3 separate regions of the Mus musculus genome follow, and regions 1 and 2 are each linked to region 3. The links are chromatin contacts, called in public promoter capture Hi-C maps. All regions are on one chromosome and are shown on one strand. Each heading gives the region's core, a stretch centred on a gene start, on an enhancer-like site or on the middle of the called end of the contact. The rest is flanking DNA. Distances are from core to core; before and after follow the strand shown.

Evidence for each region. Promoter capture Hi-C pulls out the DNA fragments that hold promoters and counts their contacts.
Region 1: a promoter capture Hi-C map of hippocampal neurons shows a contact between it and region 3, with 6 times the contacts expected there. The contact joins the enhancer-like site here to the promoter of Glis1 in region 3. A contact is called at or near these places in 21 of 39 promoter capture datasets (the 3T3-L1 cell line, 3T3-L1-derived adipocytes, the C10 cell line and 13 more), 7 of 15 datasets of contacts at CTCF or cohesin (the NIH/3T3 cell line, embryonic stem cells, hippocampal excitatory neurons and 2 more), 117 of 484 Hi-C or Micro-C datasets (the AML12 cell line, the AtT-20 cell line, B cells and 59 more), 24 of 115 datasets of contacts at active chromatin or transcription factors (the NIH/3T3 cell line, astrocytes, a beta-TC-6 cell line and 17 more) and 5 of 9 other capture datasets (adipose tissue, embryonic tail, liver and 2 more).
Region 2: a contact with region 3 is called in a promoter capture Hi-C map of cranial neural crest. The contact joins the enhancer-like site here to the promoter of Glis1 in region 3. A contact is called at or near these places in 8 of 39 promoter capture datasets (the 3T3-L1 cell line, cranial neural crest, embryonic stem cells and 4 more), 5 of 484 Hi-C or Micro-C datasets (cochlea and embryonic stem cells), 21 of 115 datasets of contacts at active chromatin or transcription factors (the NIH/3T3 cell line, a beta-TC-6 cell line, bone marrow-derived macrophages and 14 more) and 5 of 9 other capture datasets (adipose tissue, embryonic stem cells, liver and 2 more).

Annotation. Positions count from the first base shown.
Region 1 is chr4:107,650,808-107,654,328 of GRCm38.p6, reverse strand. No RefSeq gene overlaps it. Among named protein-coding and RNA genes, the nearest start is that of Gm52673, 27 kb to the right of the region's middle. Within about 2 kb of position 1,483, at least 51 of the 459 cell types and tissues checked have an H3K27ac peak or open chromatin away from gene starts, as enhancers often do. A contact at or near this core is called in the G1E-ER4 cell line, the HL-1 cell line, the MC38 cell line and 13 more, where this site is marked.
Region 2 is chr4:107,669,231-107,672,279 of GRCm38.p6, reverse strand. No RefSeq gene overlaps it. Among named protein-coding and RNA genes, the nearest start is that of Dmrtb1, 13 kb to the left of the region's middle. Within about 2 kb of position 1,344, at least 8 of the 459 cell types and tissues checked have an H3K27ac peak or open chromatin away from gene starts, as enhancers often do.
Region 3 is chr4:107,433,319-107,436,828 of GRCm38.p6, reverse strand. It overlaps Glis1 (GLIS family zinc finger 1), which reads right to left and starts at 2,110. Exons shown (of 11, transcript NM_147221.2): 1 at 1,932-2,110; 2 at 892-1,189. The coding sequence starts at 1,147. It overlaps Gm46866 (Holliday junction resolvase MOC1, chloroplastic-like), which reads left to right and starts at 1,574. Exons shown (of 2, transcript XM_030253946.1): 1 at 1,574-2,549; 2 at 2,748-3,052. The coding sequence starts at 1,764. The coding sequence ends at 2,396.

The DNA of each region.
Region 1 (3,521 bases), core at 234-2,733, 220 kb before region 3:
TAGGAATGAAGACAGTTTAGAGCTCCTTCCGTGGGCCAGGAAGGAACCATGAGTGCGTGTGAATCCAGCTTCTAAAAACCGAGCAAGAGGCCAGGCATGGTGGGGCATGCTTTCAGCTTCAGCACTCAGAAGGCAGAGGTAGGCAGATTTCTGTGAGTTTGAGGCTAGCCTGGTCTAGAGAGTTCTGAGACAGCCAGAGCTTAATAATGAGACCCCCATCCAAAAACAATTTTTTGAGTTAGAAGTGGCCAAATAGTAATAGGTGGTAAAGAAGTCTACTGTGTGTGTGTGTGTGTGTATGTGTATCTGCACGTGTATGTATATATGTGTTTATAGGTGCATGTATCTGCATGTGTATGCGTGTTTATGTATACGTGTGTATATGTGTATCTGCATATGTATGTATATGCATGTGTCTACATGCATATGTATGTGTGTGTATGTATATGTGCATCTGTGTGCGTGTGTTGTGTGTTTGTGTGGCCAGCTGTCATGGGGTCTCGCAGATGAGGAAGAAGGAGATGAAGCTTATGTGCAAAGGACATGGGAGGGACCTTGGTTCTGAGAAATCGAGCATGGCGAGCTCTGGAGGGTCCTCGAAATGGCATCTGTGGTGCGGACTCGGCAGAGAGATTTCAGGCAGGGAGAGGGGCTTCGGGGGATCTCCTGAGGCTAGGATGTGAACTCCTGCTCCCAACCTGACTGGTGAGCAGCGGGCATCCAAGAAGGCTCTGGGGAGGGAGAAGAGTGGAGACAGTGAAGGGAAGGTGGGTCACCTGGGGGTGGCGGGGTCAGGGAAGGGAGTCAGGTAGGGATGAGAGTCTGGGGCAGGCCCCTCTGGCCCTGGAAGCCCCCTTCTCCAGCACACAGTGGCTCTCTCCCAGCTCTGTGCTCATGCCAAGGTAGGTCACGTGGCCCCCTGCCAGGATCCACGGTTCAGTTTCCCTCTATATGATGAATTTGTGAAGGGCAAGCCACGTCCTCTGAGGTCCTTCTGTCCAAGCTTCTCTGACTACTGGTTTGGCTCTGCTCAGAGGCTTGTCCCAAGCCACTCAGTGAGCTCAAGGGGCTGCAGCCCTCTGGCCAAGTTCACCACATAGCCCAGCCCTGGGCAGCCTTTACTGGACCTAGGTTTCTTCCCACCTGCAGGTGCAGGCTGGTGGAGAGAGCCAGAGAAATGGCCACAAGGGGCCGCTAGGACCCAACCCAAGGCTTGCCTGAGTGTAGTCCCTCTGCTTCCAGCTTCCAGTCTGCGGTGGAGCAGGATGCAGAAGGCACATAGACTGGGAGAAGCCCCCGGGGCCCTGCCACCTTCTGCTTCCTGCAATTGTGTATGTTCACTCTCCACTGCCCACCCACAGCCTCGGGGCTCCTAACTGTAAGGTGCCCTGGATGCTTTAGACTTTGCTGTTTCACCCTGGCCCATCCCTCACTCCTCGTAGGAGTTTTAGGAGGAGCCTGACCATACAGAGAGGAAACAGAGCCAGTGCTTTCAGATGTACAGTCATGAGCCCCCACAGCATGGGAAGCCGAGTGCTGGGTCTGGAGGTGGGTGGACTCTGATTCTATCTGCTGCCCCCTGGAGGAAGGCGGTGAGCCTGGGGCAGGGACTTTAAGCACCAGGAGACTTTAGATAGGTCAGAAATTTGTGTTTAGAGCAGTTACCCCAAGAGGCCCTGATGTAAGGGGTGTGTGTCCACCTGCTGATAAGGCACTGTGAGGGGTGGCAGCTCACGCCGGGGGGGGGGGGGTGGCGGAGGCTGAATGCTCACTGCTCTCTTCTTTTATTCAAAAGTCAACCACCCCCTGTCCTAGCTGAGGATCTAGAGCTCATACTGGACCAGGCCTGACTAGAGGGAAAGTGCTAACCTATAGTGGATGATCAGAATGGGGTCCTGGTTGTTGACATTTCTTCTAGGCCCCGCAGCTACCTGGCAACAGCCAGGTGTGTCTGACTCACTATAAAAGGGGCTGCTTGCCCCCTCCTCACTCTCTACTCTTCCTCTTGCTCTTCCTCTCTTCCCCTCTTCCCTCTCTGTCCCTTCTCTCCCAATTCCCCTCCCCCCCACATGCTCACGGCCCACCTATACTCTCTCTCTCTCTCTCTCTCTCTCTCATTCTCGCTCTGTGTGTGTGTGTCTGCCTTTCTCTGTCTCTACTACCCCCTCAACTTCCCTCCCCATGCCCTAAATAAACTCTATTCTATAATATAGTCTTCATGTGGCTGGTTCCTCAGGGGGAAGGGAGGCACCCCTTTCCCCCACACATACCTCCCTTCCACCAAACATATCTCTGGCTTCTTTTTCTTTTTTATAAAACACAATACCAGTGGCTCCATAGAGCAATAGTCTAGTGAGGGAAAAGGGACAGGACCCAAGGCTTTGCTTGGGCTTCTGAACTTTATACCACTTAACAGGGATATATAACTCCTACCAGCTTAGGAGGACCAATGGTTGATGAGCTTGTGTGTGTGTGTGTGTGTACACTAACAGGAATCCTGGTACCTTCAATATACGCCCCCCCAAATATCCCTCCCGACCTGTTCTGAGGAGTGCAGATTGGAGGGGGTGTAGGAGCTGAGGCTACAGGGCAAATGTGGGGAGTGGGGTGGCACTTGGGGACCTCTTCACTGAAGCATCAAAGGCTGCTGGGAAATGTGTGTCGAGTGAGGTGGAACGTTATGGAAATCGTCTCCACTGCTCTGTGGCCTGAGAATTCACGGTCAATGAGAAGAAGTTCCCTTGGTCCCGTATTTTTTCCTCTCTTTGAAAGTAAAAGCCTTAGGATCAAACACACGCAAATCGTGGTCATCTGTCTCTCCTGCGCTCTGCTAACTCCACAGAAGTGAACAGGACCGAACGGTTTAAACTCTTTCCAGCACTGGAGGGTGGAGCCAGCTGGCTCTGAAGTCTGAGTGTGCTTACAGCGCGTCCTCACACGGTCGGTTCCTGAGAGCATCCCTGCTGTCACTGGGCGTCGCTGAGCTTGACTCAGTTCCTGTCTGGACTTGTCCACCGCAGGACACTTAGCTTTGCTGAGTCTTATTCTATGCCTTTCTTGCTCAGAGTGATTGATTACATGCACGTAATATGGATTTCCATTTTTCTCAAGGTAATAAAAATAAGGCTGTTTCAAAAAGTCGTACTTCTATGGTAACCAGCACCCCTCCCCCAAATGACCTCATCAACCCAACCTTCTTTCCTCTTCCAGGGCAGCTGCATTCACAGTCCCAGGTTGCCTAGCAGTGTGTTAAACCCGAGCCAGTCCCTGGAGACAGTTCTATGGGCATCTAGGAGGGTAGAAAATACTCCCTTTCTTTTCATGATTCCCAACACACACACACACACACACACACACACACACACACACACCCCTCCTGGGAGCTTTAACACACATATTTCCATTGAATCCATATTCCAGATATATGTTACCACGAATTGGTAAATATTTAACCAGCTCAGTAACGTGTTCTGATTTTTTTTTTCTCTCTCACACTTTGACAGTTACTAACTGTTCCCTTT
Region 2 (3,049 bases), core at 95-2,594, 240 kb before region 3:
TTTCTGGAGAAAACCTTTAAAGATAACTGCAGGGTCACTGCAGTTGTGAGAGATAGCACAGGGATCTTACGCACCACTGGCCGCCTTCCCACCCACAGTATTGTGGAGAGCAATGGGGTAATACCGCGCCAAAACTGCTGTGCTCGCCCAATTTGTTCATTTAGTGGAGGGACAAGGACCAGTTCGGGACGCGTGGGTGCCTAGTGGCTCTAGTTTCTTCCATGATACTTTGCACCTTTGTGGAAAACCAACCAAGTATATTTCTGAGGGGCTGTTTGGGGTTCTGTGTTCTGCTCCAGGCAGATACATTGCTATTCACATCTCCCACACTTTTCTTTCTCCCATTTTGAAGACAGAGTCTCATGTAGCCCAGGTTGACCTCAAACTCACTATCCAGACCTTGGACTCCTGTTCCTCCTATGACCTTCTCCAAAGTTCCGGGGTTGCAGGTACGTGCCACCACACCCAACTGGGATCTGTTTCTTGACCTGGCACAGCAGTAGATGACTGACACTGATTTTGTCATTCTGTGTCACCGGGCTCTGTCAGTTGGTGAGGCCATTGACAAAGTCCCTCTCACAGCAACACTCATGGAAAAAAATCAACCAAGAGGTTATGGAGGAAATCAGTGACGTTTCATACACCTGTCAAAATAAAGACCAACCTACATGTACTTCTGGACTAATACCAAGTAGCCAGGCTTAGCAGTGGCCCCGATTTATAGCTTAAAAGTGCGGCTGTAACTGAGCCCCTCGGATATTCCCAACAGTGTAAGGTGATCTAAGAATATCTGATTTCTATTCGTGACCGGGTCATACTTCACTCATCTTAGACTTTCGACCTACTTGCATCACTGAAGAAAGCAGTGGATGACAGGGAGAAGCTAGTGACGAACAAGACATCTTCTCTGCAGAGCCCTTCATTCTCCCCGTCTCCATCTGCACCTGAACTTAGGGAACTTCATTCTTATTGTCCGTGTGGTATTTTATTGAATAGAAATTACTCAGTGTGGGCAGCCAGCCTCCTACTAGTTTCTGATCTTTTGTTTTTACTGATAATTTCTTAAAACTTTCTCCTGGGAGGGCCACTGTGCTGGCCCTTTGCCCCCAGCAACCCTTGGCCAGGGATGGGTAGCCAGCCAGTCTGATCTCCAGAGGGAATCTAGGCAAGCCCGCGTCCCCAGTCCCAACTCTCCTTCTTGGAACTTTGAACCCTCCCTTCACACAGCCTCACTGAGCCCAGCACTGGGTTCTACTGCTGAGCATTGGAGCCAGCCATGGGGTAGGTGGCCTGCAGAGGCGTCCCAAGCTGTGCAGCATCCTGCTAGCAGATGTAAAACCCCTCTGTGCCTTTGTGCTACATTTTATTAACAGCAGATCGCAAGATGCTAACATTTTATCATGTCAGCCTTTGCATTTGAGCTAGCACAGGCACCGGCCTGTGAACAATTAGCTGCTGGGTGGTGGTTTTTCTTCATCTTTTTCTTTTAAAAATGAGAATCAGAAAATCTGTTTGCTGGTGCTCTGTCTCTCCCTCTCTCTCTCTCCCTCTTTCCCTCTCCCCTTCTATCCCTCTTTCCCCCCTCTCTCCTCCTCTCCTCTCTTCCTCTCGCTCCCTCCCCTCCCCCTCTCCTCCCTCTCTCCTTCCCTTCTCCTCTCTCCATCCCTCCACTTTTTCATTCCCCCTTCTGTTTTCTCTTTCTCTTTACTTCCTCTTGGCAGCAGATTCATCGGGACACTTGGTATAGACTTGACCTGGCCGATCTCCCACATTCACAGACCATCATTTCCAGGTACAGTCTGGTTACCCAGCAAGCACTGAGTTGTCTCCCAGTGTTATCCAGTACGCCCTGCAACAGCTGCCCTCAAGGAACGGAGAGATCCTCGCACCTCCCTCTGATGAGCGAAGTGTACCTGGGTTTGAAACTTGCCACTCCAGTTGTCAGCCACTAATTAAGTCAGTGTTTTTCTACATCTGGCTCTTAGACATTTTTTTTCTCCTCAAATTGGAGTGATTTCTTTTTACTACCATGGCGTATTCACATCAGTCATGGAGTGATGTCAGCCACCATCTGCAACAGCAGACAGGGCCTGAGCTCCATCTACAGCGTCAGTACATTATTTGGGCGTCTACAGTGTGTCAGGCTTTGTGCTGGGCTCTTAAGACAAGATGGATGTTTCTCACCGGCACCAGCTTCCTATTACTTAGGTCTGAGCTATCCTCCACAGAAAACTCTTTCCTCCTCTCTACTCTCATGCTGGCCACAGAGCCCTTTTCGACCCTGTCCTGCTGACCATGACAGATAGTCCTTGAAGCTTGGCCCCTGTTGTACTAGGGACTTCCTAGATGTCTCCAGGCCTCTTGACCCTCCCTGCTGCCTCCACACTGCAGGAGTCAGCCCAGATCTTCTTGCTGCTAGGTGTACTGTCTCTCCCCAAGAGGCTGTTGTTTCAGCCTCCTCTCGGGTTCCTGGCAGGTGACACATTGGGGCTACCTACAATATTGTTCTGTTTCCTCTCCTTCGGCCTTCTAACCCCATTTGCATATATTCACTCCTGCCAATGGTTCTCAACCCCTGGGTTATGACCCCAATGGGGGCATCAAAGAACTCTTTCACAGTCTCACCTAAGACCATTGGAAAGCTCAGGTTTTACATTGTGATTCATAACAGTAGCAAAATTATAATTATGATGTAGCAATGAAAATAGTTTTAAGGCTGAGGATCACCACAACAAAAGGAATGATGTTAAAAGGGTCTGGGAACCACAGCTCAAGGCCTTCAGCTGACACCTTCCTTACTAATTTCTACCTTGTGCCTAGTCTGCCTCCCTCTGTGTGGGGGCATCACATGGGTTCTAGACCCTCCCTTCTAACTGAAGTTCTTTGTTCTAAGTTCCTTGTCTTAGTGTAGTGGCTACTTTTGTGTCAATTTGATACCAGCTAGAGTAATTTGAAAGGAGGGTATCTCAGTTGAAAAAAATGCCTTTTTAAGATCTAGTTGTATGTAGGGCATTTTCTTAATTAGTGTTTGATGAGGAGGGCCCAGCCC
Region 3 (3,510 bases), core at 861-3,360:
GATTAAGGTGCTGAGCTGGCGGTGTCTACAACTACAAAACACTGGCTTTCATTCCAAAAAGGTACTGCAGCTGATGAGATCAAACCCCAAAGTTGCTGGTTCGGCTAATGGGGAACGAAAGGGCAGGTCGGGCAGATCGGCACATCCCTTAACAATCTCTAATGTCTGGTTAATTATCTGTTAACATGAAACCTATAAATAACATGTCGGTAATAATTAACTATGATTGGGTGAATATCTTCAGGAGTCTACCAGCACCTGTCCCTGAATTTGCCCATAGCGGGTTCTGGGCCTGCCTTGGCTTCACCAAGCACAGAAAAGTCACTTCTAAGTCAACACTTGACCCAACCCAGATTACAGGCTCAAAAGAACTTAAGTCAGGAGTCAGAAAAATCATTTGGCATAATAAGTTCCTAATTTGACCGATGAGAAAACTGAGGTTCCTAAGGAAGAGGTCCTACTAAAATCCTCCATTTGGTTTTGTCTTTTCTTTCTTTCTTCCTTCCTTCCTTTCTTAGAGAGACTGTGATAGTTCAAAATATGCCTTCCGTTGCTTAGAAAAAATTACTAGATACTAATGTACAATAAAATTTTGACATTTCACACGACTTTCATCAGAAACATATAGAAGCAAAATTATGTAATGTAAGCTTTCTACATACACATCTCCTTCTCAAACATGCCTATTTGGTTTAAATTGGATGCTTCCAGGCATCAGTTCAGACTGACAGGCGAGTCCCAATCAACTACAGAGATACTGAGACATTAAGGAACTCTTAAGGAAGTTCCATGAAGTTCTAGAATCCCTACAGAGCCGGTGGCAGAGACACCGGTACCACAGACCTGACCTCAGCATGCCCGCGGTCAGCACACTGGTGCGGTGGAACTCACCCTTCCCGCTGCCGGTCTTGGACACACCATAGTCTCGAGGGCTCCGGGGCCGAAGGAGATCGTGGGCACGTGGTGGTGGCACCGGTAGCCGAGGCAGCAGGTCTAGCGGGTTCCCGTCCCCGCAGCCGCCACCACTCACAGCAATCCTGAAGGCCATGTGCGCTCCCAGGCTGACAGGCCCGCGGCCCTGGCCAGGAGCACCAGGGGCCTCCTTTGGCCTCTTGTCCGAAAGTGCCTCGGCCACCTCGCAATGCATGGCGCCGGGGCGGGGCGCACGGCTGGGGGTCGCGCCAGGCTCCTGCGGAGGGAAGAAAGCACCGAGCTTTAGAAAGCGGGAAACTCCATCCCTAGATCACAGTTTGGGCAGTCACGTTCTATTTAGTCCTGATCTCAAAAAAAAAAAAAAAGTTAGCGTCACCACACCGACCCCATTCCCTGAGCCACCTGACCCCGCGCACCGTGGTCGTCCCGCTTTCGCTGCCGTCGCCCTAGGCCCGCACGTTCCGGAGAATCCCCTGCGCCCTCCCACCCTAATCCGCTTCCACCCAGGGTCAGCCCTCTTCAGACGAATGGCAAAACTAAGACCAAGGATAGGATGGGAGTTCCCTAAAGGGACAGGGAGAGGGCAGTAAACTAGGATGGGATGGGAGTTCCTGTCCGGAATTCCCTAAAGGGACAGGGAGAGGGCAGCAGCCTGACTCCCAGAGCAGGGTCACAGGGGAGCAGGGAAAGACTCAGATGGGTCCCTGGCTGCGCACCTCTAGGTGCCCCGGGGCGGGCTGAGCAGAGCCCAGGCACTGAACACGCACCGCCGCCGGGTGCAGACGCAGAATTTCCGCGAGCCCCGCCACTAGCCAGACACCGGGCTGAGGATGAGCGCGCACGCCCACTGCGCGAGCCCACAAAGCGCACTCGAGAGCCGTAAATCCAGGAGCCCCGGCGCCCGGGAGCCCGCACAGCCAGAGTCGCCCACGCACGCCGGCTCGCACGCACACTCGCGACCCGTCGATGCGCCCTCCGAGACCAGCCATGCCACACACCCCATTCACCGGCTCACACTCCGCTCCGCCGGCAGCCGCAAGTCTCACGCCGGAGCCTCAGCATCATTTCCAGCATCATTCCCGCGAGAGCGAGGCCTCAGGGCCCCCAAATTCGCCTCGCCCCTCGGCGAGCCCCGCGCCACCCCAGAGCTCCCGGATTCGGACGCCACTGGGTCCCCGGCGCCGGCCGCGCCCCTTCTCACCTCGCCGCGGGCGCAGCGGCTCGCGGGGCACACAGCACGGCGCGCCTCCTCTGGCGCCGCAGCCCCCGCAGCCGCCGCCGCCACCGCCACGGCCGCCGCGTCCTACGGGGCGACACCCCGGGGGCGGGGCGGCCCGCTGCTGCCCACAGCCGCTCGGGCCGCGACTCTTGGGGGCTGCCGGACCAAGCCAATGGCGGCTCGAGGGCGTGCCGCTCGCCTGGGGGCCTGGGCGGGGCGGCGCGCGCCCAGGCTGAGGTTTTGACAGCGGCCGGAGCCCTGCACGCCGGCTGCCGGGACGCCGCCGGACTCTGCGGCTGCCAGAGGAGGAGGCCAGCCGAAGGCAGAGCCAGCACAACCCGGCTTCCTCTGCTCCCCGGCGGGATTCTGCTCCTCCCCGGGTCGCGTTTTCTCCCGGGTAAATGGGAATGGCGGTACCTGCTAAGCGGAGGTAACAAATACAGAAGTGCTTGACAAGTTGTTTTGGTTTTGCAGACTCTAACCAGCTCACTTCAAGTGGCACAGATTTCACTGCAAGTCATAGCAAAGCTGGCCTTTGTCATCTGAACCCAGGCCTCAGCCCACTTTCTCACTTTACTTTCGTGTTGTTTTCTAGAAAGGGTTCATCCAGACGAGAGAGGAGCTCCGCGTTCTCCTGTACCCATTCCTTGCCATGTCCTCCGCGCTCCAGGCAGCAGGGTCTCAACTGTAGGAAGAGCCCTTGATGAGGCTTCATAGTGACTAGAAGCAATGGGTCAGCCCCCATCCCTGAAGCGTGCAAAATGGGGTGTTCGTTCATGTCTCTGACCGATTTTCTGGGGTCTACTGAAGGATCTAGGGTAGCCCCAAAATGTCTCTGCATGCTGTCAACATCTCCCACTATGCACAAAATGTTTGAGAATAGAGGACCTTAGTCTTAAACTGTGGAAGTGTGTTTCTGCAACCGGCCTGGTTCACAGACTGGGGTTCCACACAGGAAGACAACCCAAGCAGTTTCCCAGCATCTTAACAAAACAAAGATTTTTTTTTTCCAGTCACAAAAAGTTAAGATTTGCCAGGCATGCTGGCACACGCCTTTAATCCCAGCAGGCGGATTTCTGAGTTCGAGGCCAGCCTGGTCTACAAAGTGAGTTCCAGGACAGCCAGGGCTATACAGAGAAACCCTGTCTCGGAAGAAAAAAAAAAGTTTTTTAAAAAAAGATTTAATTTCCTATACCTTATTTGTTTGGAGACTTAGAAACAGCAGAAGGAATTGGAAGTACCTTGACATTTTACTTAACACCACCCCCACATTCATGGCCAGAAGCAACAAGGTAGGTAGGGTGTGGCAGCGCAGGCTTCCGACTCCCACGCCAGTGTCTTCCTCCCATTATTACCAA